Regions from separate parts of the Rattus norvegicus genome. Here region 2 is linked to region 1. The links are chromatin contacts, called in public Hi-C maps. All regions are on one chromosome and are shown on one strand. The core of a region is the stretch at or near the end of the contact, and the rest is flanking DNA. Distances in the headings are between cores, read along the strand shown.

Region 1 (7,685 bases), core at 2,836-5,335:
AAGCGTCACAAATAAAATTTCATTTTAAAAATTCTGAATAAGTCACAGTATAGAAATATGGACTAAATATTTCACTTTGGGAGCAGCATTAGACACTTTAAGCATTAACTATAAGTCGTGTGATGGTGTGCCTTAAAAACCTGGGCTCTCCCAATTGTGTACTTAGTGCGCCATCTACTGTCTCACCAGACAGTTGCTTTCTGTTCACGTGATCATGCCAATCCAGGGAGTATACTGCACTGTTTCACTAGACTCCATTCTTTACATATTACAGTCCTAGCTTGTTCCTCTCTCCCTGTGATAAAACGCTAACCCGCAGACACTTGTGACCACAGACACTTGTGAGGTGCATTCAGCTTACAGGTTCCTGTCTGTCACTGAGGGAAGAGAAGCTAAGAATTCAAGGCTGAAGCTGAACCAGAGAACACAGAGGAGTGCTGCTTGCTGGCTTGCTCTCCAAGGCTTGTTCGCTTTGCTTCCTTGTGAGCTCAACTGGACCCAGGACCACCTGCCCAGGGCTGTTAATGCCCACAGTGGGCTGAGGCTTCCCACTGTCGTCATTAATCAGGAAAATTCTCCCACAGACAGGCATGTGCACAGACCAATCAATGGAGCTGGTTGCGCTACTGAGCGTCACTTTGCCCAGGTGTCTCTAGTTTGAGTTGAGTCTTATTTAAATATATAGAGAATTAAAATGTTACTAACCAGCCCAAATCCTGCCAGTTTTTTTACAGTGTACAAACACCAGCAAAACCACATACAAACGCAAAAGCTACTGTGTGTATGTGTGTGTTACAGTATGTGCAGTTAAGACATTAAATTCTGATTACCAATTGATTCGATTTGTCAATAAGCAACTCTCACAATGCAGCAGTAATCAATTTCCACAAAAGCCTGCAAGGGATTCTAATTTTACTTGGTATTAAAATTCAGATTATTTCCTTCCATCTTTTTATTAAATGATTATATTTACAATGCTACTACAGACTTACACCTCTGCATATATTTAAATGAAAAGAAAAATGTGGTTCTATAAAATAGGATTATATGCATAATCCTATCATTTATTTAGAAAAAATGAGAAAGCAGAATATATGAGCATATATGTAAGACTATATGTATGTGTGTATGTTTGCGTATACATATGTGTAAGTGTTTGTGTGTGTTTATGTGTGTATTGTGTATGTGTGTGCACATGTGCATGTGCATATGTGTGTATATGTGTGTTTGTGTATGTGTGTATGTGTGTGTACATATGTGAATATACATGTGTGTATGTGTGTGTTTTGGTGTGTATGTATATGTGCATGTGTATATATGTGTATATGTGTGTATGTGTGTATGTGTGTATATGCATGTTCATGTATATGTGCATATGTGTGTATATATGTGAATATACATGTGTGTATTGTACGTGTGTGTATTGTATGTGTGTGTGTATGTGTGTATGCATACTGAGTACTATCCTACAGAAAGCAGAAGAGACTAAGTGGAGGAAGGAGGACCAGCAACAAAATTCTCACCACGTCCTTCCTGGGGAGGAGGTGAAGCTCAGTTGGTAGGGTACTTCCCTAGCATGCACAAAGCCCCCACCCCATACCCTGGACACCGTGGTGACATGCCTATAAGCCATTGCTTGGGTTTAATCTCAGAATTTTGGAGAAAGATACAGGGGGATCAGGAGTGAAGTCATCTTTGGCTATAAACATGCAAGTTTGAGACCAGCCTGGGCTACATGGGGCCCTGCCTCAGAAATAAGACACCTAAATAAATGAGCCTGATAGCTAGAGTCGGTCACATGTGCGGAGTGCTCAGTGGAGGAACAGTTCGAGTTGATAAGGTTAGAGGACTAAATGTGATATGAAATGCTAGTGACGTAATAGCAGTTTGACATACACCAACTTTGGCAAAAAGTAATGCAGGAAAATGTTCAGTAAGGAGAGTTGTGTGGGACTCTGTGGGGCGCTGTGGGGCTCTGCCTGCATCAGGCAGAAGTTCCCTGCTCTGAGGCGATGTGCTTGCTGCTCAGACTCCTATCTTCTGTTCACTGAGGGCTGAAGGGCAGTTCTCTGAGCTAAGGTGAGCGGAGTCCTTATCCCCTTGACAAAGAACTAAAATAAAACTGATCTAAATAAAAACATACTTTGATAATGAATTCCCAGCATAGCTTTATTTAATTATAAATTCTTACGATTTGTTATCTATCTGAGTTATGTTTAATTTGGCTTTAAAATATTCTGAGAAATTTAGCAGTCAACTCTTGTGAGCTGACTCTAGCCAGCCCTGAAGGGAAAGAGGGCAGAGCCAAGGAGACTCCTCTCCTCCCTCCAGTCCTGTCTCCCTTCATCAGCGTGGGATTTCGCAGCCTTCCGGCCGTGCACATCATCGAGGAGGGACCCAAAGTACCAGATATACTTTCATTCTGCTGAGTTTACCACTGCAGTCCCCAACCGTGCACAGCAGGCACAGCAATGACATTCACAGTGACAGTAGCCAGAAAAGCTCCTCCTCGGTTGACACACTCTGAGTGCACCCTATCTGCTGGCCACTTGTGGCTTCCATTAAGCCTTGATAACTTTGACATCTTGAGTTAGTCAGCTAGGAGAACCTCGGAATGGGGTTTGAAGCCATGTCTAGCTTCAACACAAACTCTTTGTGCAGCCGAGGTGAAAGGCAACTGAGGACCAAGGCCCTTTCTGTGTGTTGAGACTTATTTCATGCAGGGGCTGGAGTGATGGACGGCTCAGCAGTGGAGAGCTCTAGCTGCTCTTGAAGAGCAACCCGTGTTCTGTCCCCAGCACCCATGGTGAGCGGCTCACAGCTACCAGCTTGAAGAGATTGGATGCCTCCTCCTGCCCTCTGCGGGCCCGCGCCTGCCTTCGTGCACACATAACTTAACAAAATATTTTTAAAACTTTCCCATCTGAGCAGCGTCACGTTACCACAGGACACTAGGCCCCTCCTGTTCTACTTCAGTGACTGAGAACAATGCATTGTGTCGGGGGTGGGGGAAGTGTTTGTTTCTGTGGACAAGAGGCATCCTTCATCTGTTCATGTCGAGGTTGTGGGCGGATTTGAAGAACTAAACGTGCTTTGATTTCTTGTAAAGAAGGGATCCAAAGGCTCGGAGAGGCTGGAGTGACGCATGAGTACATTTGTCACTTATGGCACACTTGCCCACGTAAGGAGGGTCCGAAAGACATACTTTTTCTAGGTAGCGTACGAAGTAGATTTTCGGTGGGAACCACAGCATCCTTGAAGAACTCTGAAGGGCTCACTTCATCGGCTAGACCAAATGTTGGGGGATGCAGCCATGAAAGGGGGAAGACTGAGTGTAATGAGAGGAATGGGTCCTTAGTCACCAAGACAACAAGATGTGCAGCCAGAACAGATACCAGAGGCATTGATTCTGCAGAGTTAAGGCCTTGGCTCATTAATCATAGTGAGTCTAGGAGTGAGATAGACAAGTCAGGTTCAATTCTCACCCATATGTGACAAGAGAAACTTCTGTGTCCAGCCAATGAAACTCGAATTCGAATCATTTAAAAAAAAAAGTTACAGCCTTTTGTCCAATCCCTATATTTGGGTCAGTTTACAGAATCAAACGCTTTGGAATGAGAGAGAAAACCTTTGTTCTCAGTCAAACATTTCATATGGTTAATATTTCTCCCAGCCTCTCCCTAAAGAGATCTCTAGCCTTTAACCAGGATATCTTTACACAAGGCAAAAATCAGTTGCTCAGAACGTTGGGAGACTTCCAGAAGCTGTCTATGAAATGACAGTGGATGCGGGTGACCATAGTGCTACTGAGACTTTTTAGAGTAGAGGCTTATGGGGTCAGGGACCACTCTATGTCCATATCACTGATCGCCCCTGTGTGATTTTCACAGTTCCAGAACATATAATCGGGTTAAGCACAGTTGGCAGTTAAGGTGTAATGTCAACAAGCCTTCCTTGATCCGTGGCGCTCAAACTAAGATGGTGGGGAAAGCCAAATGTGCCTGTCGGGGTCCCTTCCATTTAAGAGCAATGGTGATCTGAGTCAATGCTGCGTTCCTGGAGAAACGCCAAGGTTAGTGTAATGCTGAAACCAGAGAGCATTGAAGACAGGTCAAAGGGCTCTGGCAGACCAGAGCACACAAGCTTAGCACCCTCCAACAGGTTCTGCCTTTCTCTCTCCTCCCAGCTAAACCATTAGATGGTCTAGTCCCTTGTTTGGCCACTTCCTCCTCCTGAGGCAACCAAAGTCCAACTACAAAGTATTGAAGTCCAGCAACCAAAAGCCCCCTTCTGGCTCACCCAATTAACATGCCCCATCGAGGACTGGAGAGATGGCTCAGCAGTTAAGAGCACTGACTGCTCTTCCAGAGGTCCTGAGTTCAAATCCCAGCAACCACACAGTGGCTCACGACCATCTGTAATGGGATCCGATGCCCTCTTCTGGTGTGTCAGCTACAGTGTACTTATAAATAAACAAATAAATAAATCTTTTTTAAAAAATCTTTTTAAAAAATGCCCAATCAAAATAAAACAACTCATCCTAACACTGGGTCCCCCTTTCCCTTGATAAACTACCATTTGCTCATGGGTCCTGCCTGACTCCTCTCTACCCAGAGGCAGTCCTTTGTCTCTCCAGGGCAAATATTCCTTCTCTCTCTCCTTTGTTCCTTTCCCCTTCTCTCTTGTCCTCCATCTCCTGTCTTTGTCTCTTATTCCCTGCCCTTTGACCCTCCGGGACAAGTGAATCTCCTTCATGCTGAGAAGTTGGTCTTGGTGTGTCCTTTGCCAACTCCAGTGCTCTTAAGGGTGGTTTCCACCACAACCCTGGTCAGCTCCATTTTGCCTGTGTAGAAAACAAATGGGTCATGGAGAAAGATGGTGGGATACTGGGAGCTTGGCCAGGCTGTACCTCCAGTTACAGCAGCTGCACCAGATATGATTTTCATTGTCAGGAAGACCCACGTGTACCTTGGAAACTCAGATGCAGTTGTGGGTCTAGTAAGTGATTAGTTCTTTTTTTTCCCTCTATATTTTACCAGAAGACTCACCAGAATGGACTTGCTTCCAGCAGGTACGGCTAACAATACACCTTCACTGCCCTGTCTCTGACCAATGCTAGCACTTAATCTTACATCCCATGCAAGGATCCGGATTACTCTTTCCTTTCAGAAGACATCACTGATAAGCAAGAGGGTGGCTCAGCAGTAATGGTACCTGCCACCAACCTTGCCAACCTGAGTTGACACAAAGGCTTCACACGGTGGAAGGAGTAAGCCACCTCCCACACAATGTCCTCTGACATTCACACTCACCACACACACACACACACACACACACACACACACACGCGCGCGCGCGCGCGCGCGCGCGCATGCACACCACATGAATGTTAAACTCTGGGACCTTTTCCCTATGCAAAGCTTGTTAGGGGCCAGTGGTGGAACACATTTCAAGGCATCTGCTTTTAGGTTAAGCGTCAGCTGTTACATCCACAGCCTCTCAAGCAAGAGCACAGAGGCAAGCACTCTGGGTTTGAAGTCAGCATAATCTTCACTGGAGAGCATTACTGGGCAACCAGAAAGGCAGCTATCTCTGAGTGGGACCCAGAACAAGAGAAAGAGGCTCAACGTAAGCTTCCATGCCAACTGGATGTGTAACCCAACGCATGCAGCTATGTTTAAAGTAGCAGTAGCCATTGCTGCCCAGGGCCTTTGGAAAGCCCTAACGGTGAACTCACAGTGTGGGACTTTTAGAGCAAGGCCCTAACATCATCTGAGAGAAAAGAGAAATCTCTTTTTCCATTACTGAGCCTTCGTAGAGGGCACCAAGTTACCATGTGAGTTGCACCACGCATAGGAAGTGATTGTTGTGTTAAAACACGGGACCATAAAGCTGAGTGTGTACAGCTGTACTCTATCACTAATGGGAAGACTCTATGATACATGCATGTACATCATATACACATACAATTTATGTATATACATATACATATGTAGACATATGTATATGTATATAAGTACACACACACATACACACACACACACACACACACACACATATATATATATATATATATATATATATATATGACATGTAACTTACAAAATAAAGTTTCCAAATGCCCATGGTCCCCACCCCTGCTGCCCTTCCTCTGTCTCTCAACCAGTTCTTAAGTCTTCATGGAGAATTCCCTAAGAGAAGCTGACGGAGCCTGAGAAGACTGGCGCCCGGCTTACAGATGGTTCTTCATGCTATGCAGGCACCGTCTAAAAATGGACAGCTACAGAACACATGAGGTGATGTAGCAGTTCATAGACTGTACTCAGTGGTTTGGCTGTGTGACTGTGAACTTGGAAAGCACATAACTGGGAATGTCACATCTGGTGGTATCCAGTGGTAATTTCAGCACTTGGCAGGTGGAGGTCGGAGGATCAGAAACTCAGGGTCGTCAGTTTCCTGGCTGGTGTGAGGCCAGAGTGGGGCAGATGAGAGCTTGTCTTAAAGGGGCAGCGGGGGCAGGGAGAGAGGAAATTAATCACGGAGATATGCAGATTGACTTCCCAGAATGAGCATTTTAAAAGGGAATGGAGACCATAAGTCAACCCACTCTGCAGACACCAGCGGGTTCTTTCCTCAGCCAGCCTTGTCATTGCCAAACAGGCTCGTAGACAAAGGACCACGGTGCCAGCAATGGAGGTTACTCATGCCTTAGTGACATGGGCTTACTCACCATCCATCCATCCAGCCATCACCAAGTGCCTACCCTAACACCAAACTTTGATGCCGTATTATTCCTGGAGTAGAATAAGAAAGCAATGACCGATTATTAGGTGGTGATTTATTGGTTTATCTAGTAGTTTAGGGAAAGCACTGCTTGTAGTTCCTATTTGCCAGGCTTGATGTCATTCGCTACCTAGAACAGAAAGACCAGGAGGAACAGCTGAGATGACGGGCTGTTGGTCTTAACCCTCTGACTGCTGCGTACATGTCAGTAAAATCTTGCTTGCTTGCCCAACCCACTTCGTGGTTTCAGAGAATAAACTGAATGGCAAGTGGGCCCAGAACTATCTTGGCTTCAGTCTACCAGTACATACATCTCCTGTCTTCTACATTCATTGGTGTTGGGATGCTCATTCCAGAGACTCCTGCAACAGACCTGCAAAGTGCCGTGTGCACCATCAAGATGTCCCACAAAGCATTATCTATGGTCAACAAACTCACTTCACAGCAAAAGGGAGTGTAGCGAAAGGTCCGCGTTCCTAGAATTCACCTGCCTCGTTAACATTCTGAAGCGGACGGAGTGGTGGACCTGTGCAGTGGCCTTCTGGAGACCATTGCAACATTAGCCAGGTGCAATATCTTGTCTGACTGGGGTGAGCCCACAAAGGCTGTACACACTTTGAATCGGTAGCTAGTACATGACACCAAATTCACTGACCCAGTAAACAAGAAGCGGAAATAGAAGTGGTGCCTTTCAGTCTTAGGCCTTTGACTCTCCAATGTATTTTCTCCCTCTTGTTCCCATGGCATACAAGGTCACAGTTACAGAGGAAGGAATGCTCTCAAGCCAAAGGCACAATGATGGCGGCCACTGATTGTCACCTCACCACTCTGCCCTCCTCGGGCCTCTGAATTAACAGGCAAAGACTGAAGTATGGTGCCAGCTTTTGTGGCTGGTCCTGACT
Region 2 (7,685 bases), core at 3,671-6,170, 62 kb after region 1:
GATGAACTGGACAAAGTTGTTTGGCAGAGAAGCAAGCCTCTCAAGGAGCCCTGGGGTGAGGTGTGCGTTACAGACTTGGGAGCACAGTGCAGCCCGTTTTTACAGATGTTATAGTAAACTGAGAAACCTGAAGAATCATTGGAGGAGGTTAGGAGCTATAGAGAAGTCAGGATGGTACTCCAGGAGACGTGGGGGAAGAGACATTGGCTAAAGCATCACGGGGAGACAGAGAGATGGCTTAATGGTTAGAACCCTTGCTGTTCTTCCAGAGGACCCCAGTTCAGTTCCTAGCACTCACACTGGACAACTCACAGCTGCCTGTCATTCCAGCTCTAGAGGGATCCAGGTGTCCACAGACACCTGCACTCATGTGCACAAGTGCGTGCGCACACACACACACACACACACACACACACACACACACACATACACACACAAATAATAAAAGCAAAATCATTGTTAAGCATAAAATGTTAATCATAAAATGAGTAACAAAATATAAATTTCAAGCTCTGGATTTCCCTGACAGAAAAGAGCAAGGAAAAGTAAAGATTAAGAAGTGCAATCATCTGTAACTCCCTGTCACCCTCTTCTGCCCTCCCAACCACACACAACAGCTACACATGAGGTGCAAAGACACCCAGGAAAGTATTTTTTTAATATCTGGATTTGTACCACCTTTTTAAAAAATATATAGATTTATTTTATATGAATACACTGTAGCTGTCTTCAGACACACCAGAAGAGGGCATCAGATCCCATTATAGATGGTTATGAGCCACCATGTGGTTCCTGGGATTTGAACTCAGGACCTCAGGAAGAGCAGTCGGTGCTCTTAACCACTGAACCATCTCTCCAGTTCGAAAGTTTATTTTTAAAATGAGAAACAAACAAACAACAACAACAACAAAAAAGGCTAAGTGAAGCTGAGAGGTTTGGGGGGGCAGTTAGAGGGACTAACTCTCTGGTCTGATCAGCCTTACAGGGATAGGGAAGTAGGAAAAGTTGACTGACTCTCAGGCCCTCAGGACTAACCAATAACCATATCCATGGAGGGCCTACATTTTTAATTATATGCAGCATTGCGTCATGAGCTGATAGGAACAAGGTGTTCGATTTATGTTTCAATGGACAACCAGGGGACCTGCAATTGACTTAGATAAGAAAGTATTTGCTGAGTCATTTAATGTCATCCCTATCTTCTGGAGGAGAAGGGAAGAGGCTTGGTTCCTTCCCATCAGGTCTATTGAGAAAGGGTGCACCTTAAAGCTGCACATTCAGTGTAGAGGTAAAGAAGAACCTGTCTCGGACTCAGGTCCTTGCTCAAGTGGCCTGTCACCCACATGTGTCATGTGTGTGGGACAAATACCAAACTGCCTGGCTGGTAATGATTGCTTGAGAATGTCATTAGTTACTGGAATTAGATCCCCACCTCCATCTCCCTCCCCCTCTCCTCCTCCTCTTCCTTCATTTCCTTCTCCTCTCTTTCTCCCTCCCTCCCTCCCTCCTTCTCTCCTTCCCCCTCTCTCCCCCTCTCTCCCTCCCTCCCTCTTCCTTCCCTCCCTCTTCCCTCACTTTCTCTCTAACTCCCTCTCTGTCTCTCTGTTTCTGTCTCTCTCTGTGCCCCTCTCTCTCTCCCTATCTCTTCTTCCCTCCCTCTCTCCCTCTCTCTGCCCCTCTCTTTCTCTCTTCCCCCTCCCTCTTCCTCTTTCTCCCCTCCCCTCATCCTCCTCCTTACTCTCCCATCTCCAGTGTCCTTCCATGTCTCTCTCCCTCTCTCTGTATTTAATCCAGGAGCTGAATCCTTATCCGCACATTCCTAAAAAGATTACATCGACTGCTAATGCCATATGCTAGAAATTCACTTTGCTTGCTGAGTTATTTGCTCCTGGTATTGTTTTTCCTGTACAGATACGTTTCAATCACACTGAGAATATTTGTTACACATGAACTAAAAGCATGGTTTCCTATCCCTTTATCATTTAAAAATCTCCCTGTGAAAATGTAAAGGAGGAAAATAAAGCTGTGAAAATGGAAAATGTCCTTCAAATTATAATTAGCTTTTAAAAATTCTAGGCCGTGAGTTAATAATGGATCAAGGAAACCGTCCTGTAGCATTTCTTCCTATAATAACTTTTTTCCCAGAAAAGGTAAAATAAATACAAACAGCACTTACTTTACTACCGCGGAGCCCCATGACAGGGCAAGAACACAGAGCCCCAGGGCTAGAGAGACTGCTCAGTGATTAGGAGCACTGGCTGCTCTCGCAGAGTCCCGGGTTCAGTTCCCAGCACCTACGTGGTGGCTCACAACACTGGTAACTCCAATTATAGGAGAACTTTTGCTTCCTTTGGGAGCCCAAAGCCACTGCATGCACATAGTGCACATACACACCCGAAGGCACTCACTCACGCTTACACATCAAATGAAAAGGAAATGAATCCTTGGGGGAAAAGAACTGAGCATTTCTGAGGCTGCCCCTGGGCAGCAGCACTGAGCAACCCGGAGGCTGCCCCTAAGCAGAACTGAGCATTCCCAGGTTGCCCCTGGGCACAGCACCCACCTTGCACTGCTTCTGTTTCACAGTCACCGGAAGCATTTCATAGTTCAGATGGGTCGGGATAACTCTTCTCTTAGGAACCATTCTTAGCTCTTCAAATTTAGAAATGTCTCCCAGTTCAACAGGAGATGTGAGCGTGATGCCGGCGTTGGGAATGCGCTCAATGACTTCTGCCAGCCAGTGGGTGCCTGCAAGCAAACAGAGGTTGGAACGCACTTGTAATTCCACGTTGCACCTGAGCACGGGGCGCAAATGCACGTTATGTGAACACCGCAAGCCTGACTGCTCTCAGTGGTTCTGATGCTGACACCCCTGGAAGCTGGTGAAATGCTAACTGGGTTTGTGGAGTAGACTCCGGTTACAGGAGTGCAAAGGTTTGCACAGGACGTTTGCTGAGCCCTTCCTTTAAAGTAATTGTTACCACTCACTTCTAGAAACTTCCAATCACCAGCTCACATGCATCTTCCCTAATGTGGTTCCCACGGACCATGAGCGCTTCTCTTTTTATAGGCCATCTTCAAGCCTCTCGACCTGCCCCTCACATTACTCTCCTTTCTGCCTCCCCATGGTACCCAGGCCCTTCCTCTGTTAGAACACACACCAGAACACAGTTATAATGGCACCTGAAGAGAGACACAGATCCTCTGTATGCATGGGATGGTATCTGTGCTAACCAAGCATTTAAATCATAAATGTTTGTCATACTCAGATAAAAGGTGGAAACCGTGGAATTTGAAAAACGGCACAGAATTCTGTTTAGGTTCTGGTTTTTGTGGGTGGGTGTGGGGTGGGGATGGGGGTGTTTTGAATTGTATTTGTTATTATTGTATTTGTACACAATGGGGGTAGGGGATGCCACAGAGGGCACGTGAATGTCAGAGGACAGCTTTGTAGAATCGGTCATGGCTTCCCCCTGTATCCATGCTCACCAGATCAAATTCACATGGCCCAGGCTAACACAGGAAGGGCTTTACCCATGTGCCTGCCCAGTTGTTCTCGTGTTTGTTGATGGTGGGGGAGATGTTACACAGGGATGATACAGGGGTCTGAACCATGTGCTGTGTTCATGCTACACAAGAGCTCTTCCCTGAACATCCCACTGCCGTCACCCAGCCAAGAATTCAACCCCACACTTTGCTGAAGCAAACGATGGCTGCACCCCAATTTTGCAGCAGAGAAACTAAAGCTTGCAGGAGGGAGTGGGGACATTTTGCTCATTTGAAGACTACATCCCCGAGGAGGTTAAACCAGGCTAGTGCCCACTATTTCACTGTGATTTCAGTGACACTGACTGGATAAATAAATACTGTCTACAGTGATCTGACTTGCTCTGTAAGTTTTACATTAAGTATCCTTTACAAAGGTCTGGGTTTTTTTTTCTTTTTTTTAAAGATTTATTTATTAGTGTGAGTGTTTCTCCTGCAGGCATGTGTGTATCTTGTGAGTACGTGATATCTGCAGAAAAAGGCTTCAGATTCTCTGGAACTGGAATTAAGAATTGTGTGTGTGTGTGTGTGTGTGTGTGTGTGTGTGTGTGTGTGTGCGTGTTCTCAAAAAGCCTCTGACCCCTGTGCACTTTGCTTCTTCCCACACTGATGACCTGTCTGACGGGGAACTACAGTTCATAAGTGACTAAACAAATGGCAGCTTGGCTACTCCTTGTTGAACTCCTTCCCTGTAGTCACCATCTCTATGTGGCCACTATTCTGGAAACAGAGGCAGGCAACCGGACGTTACATAACAAAAGGAAGTCAGCATAGAACCAACTCCCAGAAGTGCAGCCTGGCCTTGCTTATACCCACTGACATCCATTCTGAAGTAAAAGTGTAGCAGGGAAAGTATTTAGAGCTCTCATTAGAGCAGGTGAACAAAGGTATCGACAATTAAGTAGGAGCGAGCAAAGGCTGTTTAGTCATGGGCAGGAGAGAGTGGGAATCTCTCACAGAGCCAATTTTGCTTACTGCATATGATTTATGCACCTTCATAAATCAAATGGAAAGCTTCCGCACAGCTCCAACTACTTCACCTGAGTCTTTAAGGAAATCTAAATCCTTGAAGACCATTTCCCCGCCTTTGGAATAAACAGTCTGCCAAATGAACGGAAACAATGTTTCCACCTCTTACCGTTGCATTTGTTACTCTGTATCTTTTAGTGCACTTCAGGGAGTAAACTCACCGGATTTGGGGTAGGAAACCAGAAATATGTCATCTTCTCTCGCATCAAAGGAGTCCAAGGAACCAAGGAGTTCTTCTGAAGACATGACAGAGAAGATGACACCCCTGTACTTATGAAGGAGACTTGGCTGACTCTCGGATGACATCTTCCACTGACCCTGTTAGAGGCTGTATGCTCAGCACCGCCCCTCCACAAGCCACAGGCAAACCTGGCCCTTGGTCACAACCCCAGCAGAGTGGCAGAGGGATCTTGGTATCTCTAAGCTGACATTCCATGTGTCTATATATACCTTTTGCAATTCTGTACAAGAATAATTTTTAAACCACCAGCGAGCCAATGTCTATGATAAAAGTCATGTTATCTGAATTTTCCTGATAAGGCGGGTTACAGAATGTGTCCTTCCAACCCAGTTCAGGATCATTTGCATAGATCACTACCAGGCCACCAAGAGTAATCACTGTGTTATGATAGGACCACTAATCAAATCTTTGTCCTAAATAGGCAAAGGCTTTAGTCACCATAATGAATTATATCACTGAAAGTCATTAGGAAAATTGGGTTTCTACTCATTAACACGGTATAGGAAGAAGCCAGTACTTAGAGTTTGACGGGAAAGGAGACAGAGACAAGGAAACACGAAAATTTCCAGGAATTGGGAAATACTCTTGCAACAATCTTTATGAGCTATAGTTTAGAAGAAATACAATGAGAGTCGTAATACCACACACTAGAAATGGACTTGTTGAGAACACATGCCGCCAGGAGGCTGTAGAGAGGGAAGCTACCTCTTATCACACTCCGTTTTAGTCTTGGTTGATAACATGACAACATTCCAGGTTCAATCAGGTGTGGGGAGGAAATGCCTAGTTATTTTCAACGAGCCTCAGTTGAGAATTTGGCTTGTCTGACAGTGGAAGGAACATTGGAAGGCATTGGAAGAAGAAAGACGCCCGTGGCCGTAACAGAAACAAGTGATCACGTACACTGGAGATGAATCCACACACAGGGGATAAGAAAGAACCCACTGAGAGAACAAGCATGTGGAGGGGAAGCTGCCGCTGGGTGGCAAGATCAGCACTCGGGATGACCCGGCTTCCTGTGTTCTGGGCCGAGGCAAGAGGAAGCAGAGCTTTCCGTGGGCTGGTCACGTGGTACAGTTGCTGGGCACACAGGAAGCCAGGAATGGATACCCAGGGACACAGACACAACGTACGGTGCTACAGGCCTGCAATCCTAGCACCCGGCAGGTGGAGGCTGGAGGACTGGAAATTCAAGGTCCTTTTTAAAAATAAAATCATTGGCGGGATTAACCTTTTTTTTTTTCTTTTTTCTTTTTTTTTTTGGAGCTGGGGACCGAACCCAGGGCCTTGCGCTTGCTAGGCAAGCGCTCTACCACTGAGCTAAATCCCCAACCCGGGATTAACCTTTTAATAGTTAATTTTTGCATCACCTCCCAATTGGCTCCCTTTAAAAATATTTATTTTTGCTTAATTAAAATACAATTATCTCACATCATTTCTGCCCTCCTCTCTCCTCCCCACTACCCCTCTCAGGTCCTCCCCTCCCAAATTCACACCCTCCTCTTCCTTAACTTTGTCGTAACATATACAACCGTGTTGCTGTATACACATAGAAGTGTAAATGAATGAATGTGCAGTCGGCATTCAGTGCAGCCTGACGTACGGTCAGTGCTGTTTGCACCTAGATGTTTCATGTTTCTAGGACTAATTACTCCGTACTAGAGAACCAACCCTCAGGGCTCATCCCTGGGCAAAACTAACTTCTCCTCAGAGTTCTTCCTCTAGGGGCAGGGCCTGTGAGATTTCTGTCATCTGCACTGGGATGGCAAACTGACGTGGAATTGTTCAGGTAGCCATATTGTTGCGGCTGCATGTGTACAGTTTCCCTAGCATGGCTGGAAAGAACAGTTTCACCTCAGACCTCCCGGTCCGATCATACAACCTTCTGTTCTCTCTTTCTTGATGGCCTCTGAGCCTTGGGTTATGCTGTAGACGTACTTGCTGCCGCTAAGCACCCTGTGGTCCAATGTTCTCCCTATTTTGACCAATGGTGATTTTCTGCAACGGTCTCTTTGACGAGGGGTGAGAGCTACACTCACTTGTGTAAGTGGTGAGGATGCAGATAGGAATCGTGTTGGTCTAGTACAGCAGTGGGTGGAGAGTCTCCATTAAGGTCCATGACCTCACTGGTCCTGGGTAGTTGGCTAAAGCTCCAGTATCAATGAGTTCCCTCCTGTCGAATGGGCTTTGAGTCCAACTAGACAGCTCTCGGTTGCCATCCAGGGATAAGCGCTGCCCTTGGAACCTTAGGGCTATCTTGCCAGCTGGTCATTGTGCTTCCTCTCATTACAGCTGGGTGGGACCTATTGATTATTTCCCTCCCTTGGCAGTTTGCATATCAGTGTCCAGAACCCTGAAAGCTAGCCCTGGGGAGGAGGCTTTCCCATCAGTTCCAGTGAAAATCCGGAGTCCTATGTCCAAAGTACATGGAGTCTTCAGCAGTAGGGTCTTCCCTTCCACTTCTGGGAGACAAACCGGGGAAATGGCAGCAGCATTTGGCAAGTCTCTTGGGCATTCCTGTTCAACAATTTGAAAGGAGGTTTCTTACGCCTGGGATTGGGGTTTTTATTAGATAACCCATAGCTTTTCGTCACCCCAAGTGAAATAATTTCATTTAAGTTATATAATGTGGGGGTTGGGGATTTAGCTCAGTGGTAGAGCGCTTGCCTAGGAAGCGCAAGGCCCTGGGTTCGGTCCCCAGCTCCGAAAAAAAGAACAAAAAAAAAAGTTATATAATGTGTATATCTATGTTATGTTAGGACTCCCCGTGCCTTTTTGAAGCACGATTAGTGTAATTTATCCCTCTTAACTCTTCTTCTATATGGTTCTTCCTTCCACCTCCCCAAATAATAAGCCCCTTCTTTATTTT

The links. A called contact is a pair of places that touch in the nucleus more often than the background predicts.
Region 2: a Hi-C map of liver shows a contact between it and region 1, with 2.5 times the contacts expected there. The contact joins the promoter of Sult6b2 here to the enhancer-like site in region 1. A contact is called at or near these places in 3 of 12 Hi-C or Micro-C datasets (the A7r5 cell line, kidney and liver).

The regions. Positions count from the first base shown.
Region 1 is chr4:177,428,901-177,436,585 of GRCr8, forward strand. No RefSeq gene overlaps it. Among named protein-coding and RNA genes, the nearest start is that of Cmas, 17 kb to the right of the region's middle. Within about 2 kb of position 4,086, at least 35 of the 93 cell types and tissues checked have an H3K27ac peak or open chromatin away from gene starts, as enhancers often do. A contact at or near this core is called in kidney and liver, where this site is marked.
Region 2 is chr4:177,490,457-177,498,141 of GRCr8, forward strand. Sult6b2 (sulfotransferase family 6B, member 2) reads right to left here and starts at 4,921. Exons shown (of 6, transcript XM_575715.8): 1 at 4,737-4,921; 2 at 2,564-2,748. The coding sequence starts at 4,881.